Linked DNA regions of Mus musculus: region 1 is linked to region 2. Evidence: chromatin contacts called from public HiCAR-type data. All regions are on one chromosome and are shown on one strand. The core of a region is the stretch at or near the end of the contact, and the rest is flanking DNA. Distances in the headings are between cores, read along the strand shown. Region 1 holds the start of Tubgcp5 (tubulin, gamma complex associated protein 5). Region 2 holds the start of Luzp2 (leucine zipper protein 2).

What was found. HiCAR-type assays count read pairs that join an accessible place to other places.
Region 1: a HiCAR-type map of astrocytes shows a contact between it and region 2, with 4 times the contacts expected there. The contact joins the promoter of Tubgcp5 here to the promoter of Luzp2 in region 2. A contact is called at or near these places in 1 of 39 promoter capture datasets (second pharyngeal arch cranial neural crest) and 3 of 115 datasets of contacts at active chromatin or transcription factors (astrocytes, embryonic stem cells and stem cell-derived neural progenitor cells).

What each region holds. Positions count from the first base shown.
Region 1 is chr7:55,790,919-55,796,673 of GRCm38.p6, reverse strand. It overlaps Tubgcp5 (tubulin, gamma complex associated protein 5), which reads right to left and starts at 2,549. Exons shown (of 23, transcript NM_146190.3): 1 at 2,334-2,549; 2 at 723-776; 3 at 527-635. The coding sequence starts at 2,479.
Region 2 is chr7:54,831,782-54,837,538 of GRCm38.p6, reverse strand. It overlaps Luzp2 (leucine zipper protein 2), which reads right to left and starts at 2,294. Exons shown (of 12, transcript NM_178705.5): 1 at 1,519-2,294. The coding sequence starts at 1,580.

The sequences.
Region 1 (5,755 bases), core at 1,300-3,799, 960 kb before region 2:
TAGTGCTAAGAATTCTTGTAGCAAATCACTGTACCTAAGGGTGGCCTTGGAGCCCCTGACATAATATAAAAGCACATTTGGGATACGGCTGCTATCTGAGAAATTCAAGGTAGCCAAATAGTGCTGATTTCTGTAACCGTAGTAAATTCCAAGTGAGACAGCAAACAAGAGCACACTGCTTATGTCCTACCAAACCTGAGGCCACAGCTACCCCATTCTCTCTGAGGCCCTGCTCCAGTCAGGGGATACTACTAAATAGAGCGTTCATGAAGAGATAACACAGTGATGATAATTATACTGCACAGAGTGACTGCAAAAGCCCGGCAGTGAGCAGTGGTGGCCCACGCCTATAACCACAACATTCTGGAAGCAGAGGCAGGTGGGATCTCTGAGTTTGAGGCCAGCCTGGTCTACAAGGTGGGTTCCAGGACAGTCAGAGCGTCACAGAACCCTGTCTCGGAACGACAAAGAGCAGCAACAGCAACAAGAGTGACTACAACTGGAGAGCTCACGGCTGAAGGCTTACCTTTATTTTCTCTGTGCTGGGAAGAGATGCATTTAGGAACTCCTTAGTTAATCTCTTCCAACTAGCAGCTTTGTTGAGATCAGAATGAATGGTGAATTTTTCATAAATTCTAAAATGTTAAAAAAAAAATCAATTAGTACCTAAATAGCTTTTGAGAACGCATCAATGAATACATATAGACAGAGAATCAACATACCCTTCTATTGTTTTTTCTACTTTGTGACTGTTGACATCCAAGAAACGATGAAATCTGGTAAAGATAAAATACAGTTTTTAATGTCAGTGTCACATGGCAGTATTTACTGTCAGGTAGCTAAGTATACTTGAGTCACAGCTCTCCATGTCCCTGCATATGTCTGACACCCCTGACAACCTGTCCTCTGGCTCCTTTGTCTTTTTATATGTCCCACAGTTATGTTCAGTATAACATATTTTCCTAGGGTTTTTGCTAGATCTTGCTATGTGGCTCTGAGCTCACTAGGAAGCTAAGGATAGCCTTCAACTCACAGCAATCCTCCTGCCTGAGCCACCCAAGTGGGTATACTTTTTAGTGCAAAATTCTGATGTAATTATAGGCATACATCATTGTGACTGGATTTTCTTTGTCTTTTTAATGTAAGAGAGAAGCCCAGTGAAATCTTAACATTTGTCCTCTGAATAATTCTGCTAAATGTACAAAATGAAATACAAAGAAAAGCAAACATATTCATGTACAATTATCAAATATTTAGAAAGCTTTGAAAGGGTCTGGAGAGATGCCTCGGGGGTTAAGAGCCCACGCCATTGCTCAGGGTCCCCAGGTTCTATTCACAGCACCCACAGGCTGTTTATAATCCCAGTTCCAGGGGATCAGCTGCCTTGGGCACCAGGCACACACATGCACACGTGTACACAGAGTCAAATCATACACATAACATCATCAACAACAAAACCTAAAATTTAGCAGTGGGACCAAAGGCTGTCATTAATGTAACAACGAACAACATGTGGAAATAAAGCAACTGTAACACAAGGTGACTGCCACATGTTTTCTACGGGTGACACTGGTGACAGAGTGTTATAGGTATGCTTTTAGTACTTCTGTTATACTATGCAGCATCTATGTCTCTTCCCAACTCTAAAATGACTATCCCCTCCCTCCTATCTGCCACTAGAAAAAATACTTGTGGTACATCTGCTTTTCGAGTTACCTGACTTCTTTGAATCCTTGTTCTTTCTATAGGTTATAACTAGAAATTGCACTTGTGGTTTTGGATCGTTGGCTTGCTTCCCATCAACCTGAGAGGTCTGTAGTCTCACGAACTAGGCAGACACTCACGTCCTGCGCTTAGAATCAGGATCACAGTCTGACAAACTGTTCACTGTTTAGGGTGACTTCTACTAGACATGCTATGTGTTGCTCAATAGTAGAACTTGAATTTGTTTTATGCAATGCAAAGGGAGGACACAGAAGCGGGGAAACTTGTAAGTGGTCCGAGCAAGAGAAGAGGGGGGTTGGTGAGACAAACAAAAAACAAAACAAAACAAAAAACCCCCAAAAAACCTAACAGGATGTGATCAGAATTTGGCGCTAAAAATTCACTTTCCCAGCCATCAAATGACTTTTGATGTGCACCGTACTGCGTGCGGGTGAGCAGAGTCAACAGCTCTCTAGGAATGTGCCGCTGCAACTGCGGGTTTCTCGCAAGGGCACCTAAGGGGAAACCAAGGCACAGCAGCTGCAGCAGACGCAGGGGTGCCGGAGGCCGCACTCCCGACCCGGACCCGCCCGCCCGCGCGACTTCAGCTCGTAGCCGCGATCCCACACCTGAAGTTGGACCAGACGAAGTCCAGGGCCAGCTGGAAGTTGGGGTCCGCCTCGTCCTGCAGCCCCGTAACCTGCCGGACGAGCTCGCACACATCATGCTCCAGCTGTCTGTCCATCCGGCTCCCGGACGACTTAGGCCGGGCCATTGCCGCGGCGTACCTATCAGGATCTCTGCTAAGTGGCGACTGTTCTCGCGAGAGTTCCGCCCGTCCCGGCACCGGGGTTTCGAGATGTGGAGGATGTTTCCGCGAGAGTTCCGGCAGCCCCGGAGCTGTGCCTGGGAAAGGTGCTGATGGGAGTGGATGCTGGTTGCTGGATGCGGTGCGTCCGTGGGTGGGGAAGAGATGTGCTCTTTCTGCTTGCACACCGGGAAATCCGAGAGTCTTCAGACAGCTAACCATTATTTATTATTAATCATTGTTAATAAGGGACTCTGGATACTCCTGATTAACGATTTAAATTCTGATGCATTTTGAGCCAACCAGTTTTTTGGTTCCAGGGTATAGTTTCCGACATTTTTGAACATCGTGACTTATTTGTTCATGCTCCGGCCTTCACTTTCTCCTCCAGACGACCTAAACTGGGCTCTCAGAGCTCCCCAACTAAACACATGCTTCTGATTAGACCAGGAACATATGGTTAAAGCAGCGATAGTGCCCATTTATGTATTACAATGGCTCTGAACCTTCCAAATGCTGTGACCCTTTAATATAGTTCCTCTCGCTGGGATGACCCATAACCATTAAATTATTTCGTTGCTACTTCATAGTTATACTTTTGCTAGTTTACGAATTGTAATGTAACTATCTGATGTGTGATCCCTACTGCGGGTCACTGCCCACATGCTGAAACTGCTGGTTTATTAGTAAGGTGGAGATGTATGTGAGGGCCAGCTGTCTGTCACCCACTTGATGGCCGGGGATGCTTTTCTGTTACTGTTCTTTGTGCACCCACAGCTTTGGGTTAGGCCGACCTTCCCTATGGAGGACTTGTCCTTGTTACAGTACAGGCAGTTGTGCTTTCTTGTTAGAACCCTCGAACAAGTTCTCAAGAAAGGGAAAGTGGCTCTGAGTTCAAGGCCAGCCTACAGAGTGAGTTCCAGGACAGCCAGGGCTATACAGAGAAACCCTGTCTCGAAAAAAAAAAAAAAAAATCAGAACAAAACAACCAAAACAACAACAGCAACAACAAACCCAAAACAAAACAAAAAAAGCTGGCTTACTTAATAAAGTTGCTGGCTGTCAGGCCTGGCTGCTTGCATCCCATCGTGTGGACTCACATGATAGGAGAGAACCATGTCCCATAAGTAGTCTTATAATTCCCATGTGTGCGTACCTCCACCCCATACAAAAATAAATTTTAAAACGTCATTTTCAAAATATAAAAAGGGGAAAGCACTCTTGAGAGCAGACGTGGGCAAAGTCGTCAGAGCAGCAGCTGGAGCCTTTGAGCCTTTATAAATCGTCCGCATTAGGTAGCACCTGCCACCCCAATTGGTACTTGCCTGACTTTTTCTTAGACGAATCCCTCACGAGGAAGGTCTTTGTTGAGGCCAGGCTAAGTTACTCCATATTGAATAAAACAGTTGTTATCCCCTAAGCTGTGCACTGCCCCAGGAGACTGTTTTACAAGAGGCCTTTGACTCCATTCTGCAGCTGAGTAGATCCAGAGAAAGCAGCAGATAGGCACCCGCGTAAAGCAAAGACAGTTAGCTTGTCCCTGGGACTAGAGAGGGAGCCACACTGTAAGTTGAATGGGGGAGACTTGGAACTGTGAAGGCAGACTGACGTATTAAATCTGGCAAACCAGGCACAAGGACTTATCAAACATACCAGATGGAGAAAATGCTGTGTCTCCCTCATGTGGATGCCATAAGTGATAGACACCCACCACTGTGATGTTATGGCTGCACACAAACCTATTATATGGTGTGTGCATCAAGGACTTGGCTAAGTCCCCCACTGTTGATGTAGCCTCCCCACTGCCTCAAATGCCCAGTTGTTCTCCTGCTGATCTGGAGCTAATCTGCAGTGCTCTGATCCTGACTTATTTTCTGCTACAGACCAGGCTTGCTGTCTTCATCCTGAATCCAGATTTCGCAGCTTCACACTCAAGCCTGACTCGAGCAGCTTCACCAGCAGTTTCTACCACTAGCTTTCTCCTGGCACTGGTCTGACTTGTTTATACAGATCTTTTCTCCATCCACTTCTGAAACCTCTTGTACTCATTCATTCTGTAGCCTACACACACACACACACACACACACACACACACACACACACACACAGGGAGACAGACAGACAGACAGATAGACAGAGATAGAGACAAGGACAGATTTGGATATATTTATTGTGTGCTGTGTGATATGAGACTTGATATTGGTAATTAAGGTTGGAACTTGTATTCATCTAGGCGGATGTGTTTATAAAAAGATAAAGAGAGGAGGGGATATGTTCTATGGAGCTGTGGTGAGGTATGGAAGAAGAGGGTGTCTCAGCAGGCCCATAGAATAGAGTTTATTCAGGGCATGGGGAGGGGAGTTAAGAGGGTAGTAGAGTCAGAGAAAGGCAGAGAGAGAGAGAGGAATAGAGAAGAAGAGGAGTAGAGGAGTAGAGGCTGGCCATGAGCACGTGAAGAGAGACGGAGAAGGGAATGGGGAGAGATGGGGGAAGGGACAGAGTGGGAGCAAGAAGGGAAGAGCAAGAAGGGGGGGTGTCATTCAGCCTCTTTTATAGTGGGTCAGGCCTACCTGGCTATTGCAGGGTAACTGTGGGGAGGAGCATACCTGGCTCCTGTTGCCAGGTATCTCTGTGGGGTTGAGCTTAGACAGAATGCTAACATAGGCTACCAAGATTTTATGGCAAATTGCTGTCATTAAAGCCAGAAAGCCTTGTGAATTTATTGCTATTCAATAAACTCTGACATTGTGGAAAGACACACCACAAGTGTGCCTATGTTTAATCTGCCAACTGGCTTGAGCTCTCTCCCGGTGTTGTGTAAAGCTCAGATGAAGAAGCGTCCAGTTTCCCTGAAAACAGGCTTGCTTTGTATGCTAATTTGGGTGCTGTTGTCCCCATTCTCCTGTCCCCATTCTCTTGTCATATCCTTATACACAGCTTTGGGGCATTAAGAAGAAGGCCCATAAGACTATCTCTTGACTGAGTAGTAGGCTTTGGTTTTCTATAGCAGTTGACTGAAATCAACATGGTAGGGAGTTTGGTTTGAAACTTGTTACGTAGCCAGGTGTGGTGGCACACGCTTTTAATCCCAGCACTCGGGAGGCAGAGGCAGGCGGATTTCTGAGTTCGAGGCCAACCTGGTCTACAAAGTGAATTCCAGGACAGCCAAGGCTACACAGAAAAACTCTTGTCTCAAAAAACCAAAAAAAAAAAAAAAAAAAAAAGAAACTTGTTACATGTCTT
Region 2 (5,757 bases), core at 1,045-3,544:
ACTACGGGAGCTGAAGAGCTTCTTACATCTTTTATGCCACTGTAGGTTGGCTTCCCCTTGCTCCAACATTTACTGTCTAATTAGCATGTTGCATGTTGCGGGGCATCTACTTAAGTATACACTTTAGAGATGTCCTTTCTTCAAAGGAAAGCATAAGTAATTATTAAAGCAGAAGATGAGAGCAAATGCCAAGGACCCAAAGACAAACTTTATTAAGCTGTGGGTACGTAACACAATATTCAACAGCCTATTGCTTAGGAAAGTCCCATTAATGCTGGGAAGCAATGTGGACTTCTTTTGCAAACATAAGAATATAAACTGAAACGACAAGCAAGCTTTTAGAAGAACTAAAATTCAAGTTTGATTTCAGTCTAGTAAAGTCTCTTGGATTTTATGTTCAAGGAAAGCCCAGATTCATCAATATTTGGAGCTAAATATTGAACAGTTTCTATATGAAAAGTTAGGTTAGGCAGGCCTGGAAGAAACATGTACTAGAAAGAGATACAGGAAATTCATCATCTAAGAACTAGCAAGCCTGCTTCATTTTTTCTTTTCCTCTGTGAATCTTGTACACTTGTGTGTAGTTCTACTTTATTTTTCGTGAGTTATACAATCAGCTGCTGTCTCCATTCATGCGGATTTGAAAGAACCCCGACCCTGTGGGTTATTTCATCTCATGGAGGCCAAAGGAAAGGGGTTGCTGCCAGTCGGGTGCTCAAGGCATGCAGAAGAAATTCAGTCCCAGGCACTGAAACAGGCCACCCTTGTGCTGTGCTTGTGGGAGAAGAAAGCAAACCCATCACCAACTCTGAGACTGGATCCCCAGCAGTAGTCACAAAGCACTTCTCAGTCAGCGTGTTTGAAATCTCCAATAAAAATAGGTCCTCTGTACTGGGACTGAAATTCTCCTCTGTGGCCAGTGATGGAGCACAGTGCCCGATTGTTCCCAACTAGGTTCTTTTCTGCTTCAGTACTGTCTTGTAACTTTAAATCTGAAGCCTGCTCAAAACACAGCCAAAGTAAGTCACCTGCCACCAAGCCCACTCAAGACCTCAGTCAGGCCACGGTCACCGGAGGAGTTTGGGGACTACTGCACAAGTCTTAGCTTTCTCTGGCTCCCTGAACGTTAGAATATGCTTCACGGGGGGGCCTAAATTCCCTAAGAGGGGACATTACTTGGAGGGGTCTATTGTAAACAGGCACTCTGGGGTAAAATCCCTTCTCTCCCTACTTCCTCTATGTTGTCCTACTTCTGCTTGTTCTCTGTTCCTGATTACGGGGCTCCACGGGAGTTGGGGACGGGAAGGTTCCTTGTTCTTTGAAGGGAAGCTCTCGGTCCCTGAAAGGAAGCAACCGAGGTACTTTTTTTTCCATGATACTAAGGGAACTATAAAGGTCTCTGCTCTATCCAAGGATTCTGAATCTTAATCACTCAGCTAGCATCTTGCTTAAGTGGGAGGTGCCTCTCCCCGGAGGAGCGCAGCCTGCTGGCTTGGGGCCTCATGCTCCTGGACTCACCTGGTGCTGAGGACGAGTGCAGGCAGCAGGGGCAGCAGGTAGTGTGCAGCGTTGAATTTCATGTCGCCGCCAGCTCGGGTACTCCTTCGCTGGACTCTGCTCTTTTGCTTCCTCCGGTCAGTTGCTGTTCAGTGTCCTGCTCTCTTTCCCCGAAGCCCGGAGCCCTCTCCTGAGACCCACAAAGACACGGATAGAGGCTTTGTAAAGACAAGGACCAGAGTGCGAGTATCTTCAGGAGTGATGTCACCCCGGAGCCCTGCCGGGATGGTCCAGCGCGCCGTGTTCAAGGCGCACAGGGCGGGTGTAGCCGCTGGAGGAGGAAAGGACCCGCGTCCAGGTCGCTGCCCTAGTAGGCAGCTGTACTTGGTCACTCCCGTGCGCACTGGAGCGGATCTCCTCTTCCCCGCTCCTACTGAAGACAGGAGGGGAGGGCGGTGGCAAGGACCAACCTCTTTCTCCAGTAATTGAGCTGGCGTGCTCCGCAGGGTGAGAGACAATTCGCTGGGAAGGACTCCAGACTCTTTAGGGTCCAGAGCAGGCGTCTCTCACCAGCTTGCTTTTTGTTGCTTGGAGAGTAAGCTTAAAATACTGCTCTGATTAGAGGCATAATGGCTTGCTTGCTGCAGATAGAGTGGAGCAGCAGCCCATGCAGACCAGAAGCCCGATACCCAGATGAGTTAGTGGTCTCTAGCGTAGAAAGGGACCAGAACCAACACAAAGTCCGCGGCTCTGGGTTCTGGTGCGTCTGGATCTTCCTCTCTTTTGGCCTTTGCGTCTGTCAGCTACTCAAGTGTGTGCAGCTGGCAGCCAGAGTTCATACACCTTCAAGGGTCGTTTTCCTGAGGGGGGAAAAATCTTAAGCAAGAGCGCAGAGACATTGGTCATTAATTAAATGGTAGGAGTATTCTCTGTAGTTTCTAAATGTTGTATATCAAGTAACCAATGTTTAACAAGCCCTTTTGTAGGAATTCTAATCAGAAAAGGGAAATACTACAACTTTAACGAAATCTACCATTTTGCAAAATCTCAAAATTCAAGAAGAGAGGCTGACCACCTACAGAGATCAGAGATCTGAAACTCTGGGATCTTTACACCATGCTGTATGTGTGTGAGTGTGTGTCTGTGTCTCTCTGTGTGTGTGTTAAAAGAAAGTGTGTATGACAGTTCTCTCAAGAATCACTGTACTAAACTAAACATTACAGTTTTCCTACCACATATGTGATGAAAGCAAGGATCAACATTATCTGGACTGGACTTTTCTTTAGTTGTCCCCAGTCCTAAGGCAACCTTGCTGCTGCAATGAACTTCACACTTGAAGTGGGTCTACACTAAAGAATCAAGCACATGGAAGACCTAGAGGGAAGACCTAGGGTCAGCAGGTGCCATCCCAACTGTTTAGTTGATGGTCTCTGTTCTGCCCAGGCAATTCATATAAGTAACATTTTAAATAAGAATCAGAGATAAACTCAGAATTGAAGACATATTTGTAGATATATAAAACGATGTATTTGTTACCAGACTCTAAAGGGGGGGGGGCAGGGCATTAACCTTCTAATTACTGTTTTGTTCCAGTTTGTTCCAGTTTTCTTCTTGATGAAGTTTAATTTAAGGACACACCTACTGAAGAACTTTACTGTAAGAATCTCAAGCAATCAGAATAGGAGTATTAATGTTTTCAAGGATATCAATCCTTTTTGCAGTAGTAAAATCCACAACAGACACAAACCAGCTCCTTTCTCCACTGTTTGTCTTTTGGAAGGAAAAACAAAACAAAACAAAAAAACAAAACAACAGCACTATGAAAACCTAGACCCTGGAATTCAAGAAGGAGATCTCCATGGGGTCTTGTTTTGTTCTGCTATGTAGCCCAGTCAAACCTCAAATGTGCAGCAATCCTCCTGTATCAGCTGCTTGGGTGCTGTTCTTCTTATTTTTAAAGATGATAAAGTAAGTTGCATACTAATAAGGGCATGCCCCTTTGTAATAATAACAAAAAAAATGTGTATAGCAGGAAATAACACTCATTTGAAGAATGCATTTTTACTCATATAAAAAGTTAGGATTAAGTATTTTAACGTCATCACCACATGAACCCAGTGTGGTCATCTCCATTATTTTCCATTTCTGTAGTCGTCTTACTCAGAGCGGTCAAGCATCTGACATGAGTCACTTGGTAATTTTTACAAATGAACAACTGTTGACATTTTTTTGACATCACCCCACAATTTACATTTTCTTGAGGGAAAATACATTGGGATTCTACAGTGTAAGTCTCCCACTTAGGTTTTCTTTCTTAGTGGAAAGACTGCATATGATCCACTAAGGAAGTAAAGAGTTACTGTTGCCTGCACTTGGCCCTCGGGGTCTGCTGTACTCTGCATAGGACACCTATAAAGGCCCTTTGAAGGGTGTTAGGACATCAAGGAGCACTGGGCTAAAGGAGGTCATGTGTGGAATTGTGGAAACTCTTGCAAGATTAGAAGTTTAAGAGTCTAAATTCAAATACAGATATGTCTTAGCAGATGCCATGTTTCTTGGGAAATCCTAGGAGTGTGAGCCTCCTATTTCTATGATGGGATGTTCACTATTCAGAAGGAAAATTCAGCTGTAAAGGTGATTCTCTGTTTCAGAAAACCAATGTGATTTCTGAAAATGCAATTCGGAGAGCAGCTTCATGGGACCAACCTCTATTAGGAAATATGTTCATAACACGTATCTATGCCCAGTGAAGAACATCAAGAAATTGCATTTGGCTAAAATGACTTTTCTACAAAGTACTGAAACCTGGAGCCAATGAGGATACTGTTTACAAAAGATATAATTCTGATAGGAGAAATGTTACCACTCTAAAGCATATAATTCAGAGTTTTAAATATTTTAACTACAGAATAGAAATCAGAAACCATTATAAAACTCTAGAATATTTTTTTCACCAGCCACAAAAGCAACCACAAATACCCATTAGAATTCACTCCCCACCACTCTCCTCTGCTCTCTTCCCATCTTTGTTAAGTCTCATTCTTATATTGTTTCTATGACTTCCCAGATCCCTTAACAGCTCAGATTGTCTAGCAGGGTTAAGTCTTATGTGGTTTGTCTTGTTCACACTTATGTTTCAGGCTTCATTCATCCATGGCATGGCCTGCACCAATACTTCATTACTGTGTGTTGCTAAATAATGCTCTGCTGAATGGACATAGCACATTTGGTTTGTTAGTTCAAAAGTTGACAGTTAGCCTTTTCATCTATTATAAGTCATTCTGCCAAAACAAGCATACAAGATTTTATTTGTAAACATAGATTTTGTATTATATTGGATTGATAGTGGGTAGTCTGGCAATCTTATGTTTAATATATTTAGAAATATTGTCAAACCTCTTTCCAAAATACTAAAAATAGTTCATGAAGATGCCAATTTATCTAACCCCTTTGTTTGTTATTATAATAGTGTGCCATACTAGCTTATGGTAACATAATTGCCTAGAGTATTCATCATGTTGCATAGTAAACATCTTTCCATAGGTTCAATGGTGATGTGTACACATTTTTTTTTGAGATGTAGTTGTTTGTAATTTTGGCCTATTGGTTTACTTGGATATCATTTTGAGTTTTAAGAGCTCTTTGAATTCAGTCTCTCTGTTGACAAATGATTCGCCAATATTCCCAATGAATAGTTGATTTTGTATCTTCTAGAAAGTTTCATTTGGAACACAGAGGGAAGTTCACTATGTGGCATTTTCCGATTTTATTTTCTTTGTCATATAGCCAAGCATGACCTTGAACTCCTGACCTGCCTCCACCTCTCAAGTTCTGTGACTATAGATGTTTGAATTCCTGCTTCACTAGGCTTTTACTTTCGATTAAGTCAAGCTACCTATTATTGTTGCCTCTGTTACTTATGTCAGTTTTTTCTTTACAAAATGTGGTAATAGTTATATATGTGCTTCTTCTGAATATTATGGTGTTTCAATCTCTGAAGAGCAGGCTTATCTAGATGTGGTGTCATGGGCTTTTAATTACAGTTCAAGAGGCTGAGGGAGAGGGATAATTCATTTGAGAACGAGGTGGAAAATTTAGCTGGACTTGTCTCTGAACACGGTACAAATGGCTAGGCTTGCACCTTGGTTATAAAGTACTGACCTGACATATGTAAGGCTTTGTGTTTCAGTCCTACCCCGTACCTTACCTCTAATCCATTTAGAACACATTTTTACAGCTTCATAGGAGAGTAGTCAAGTA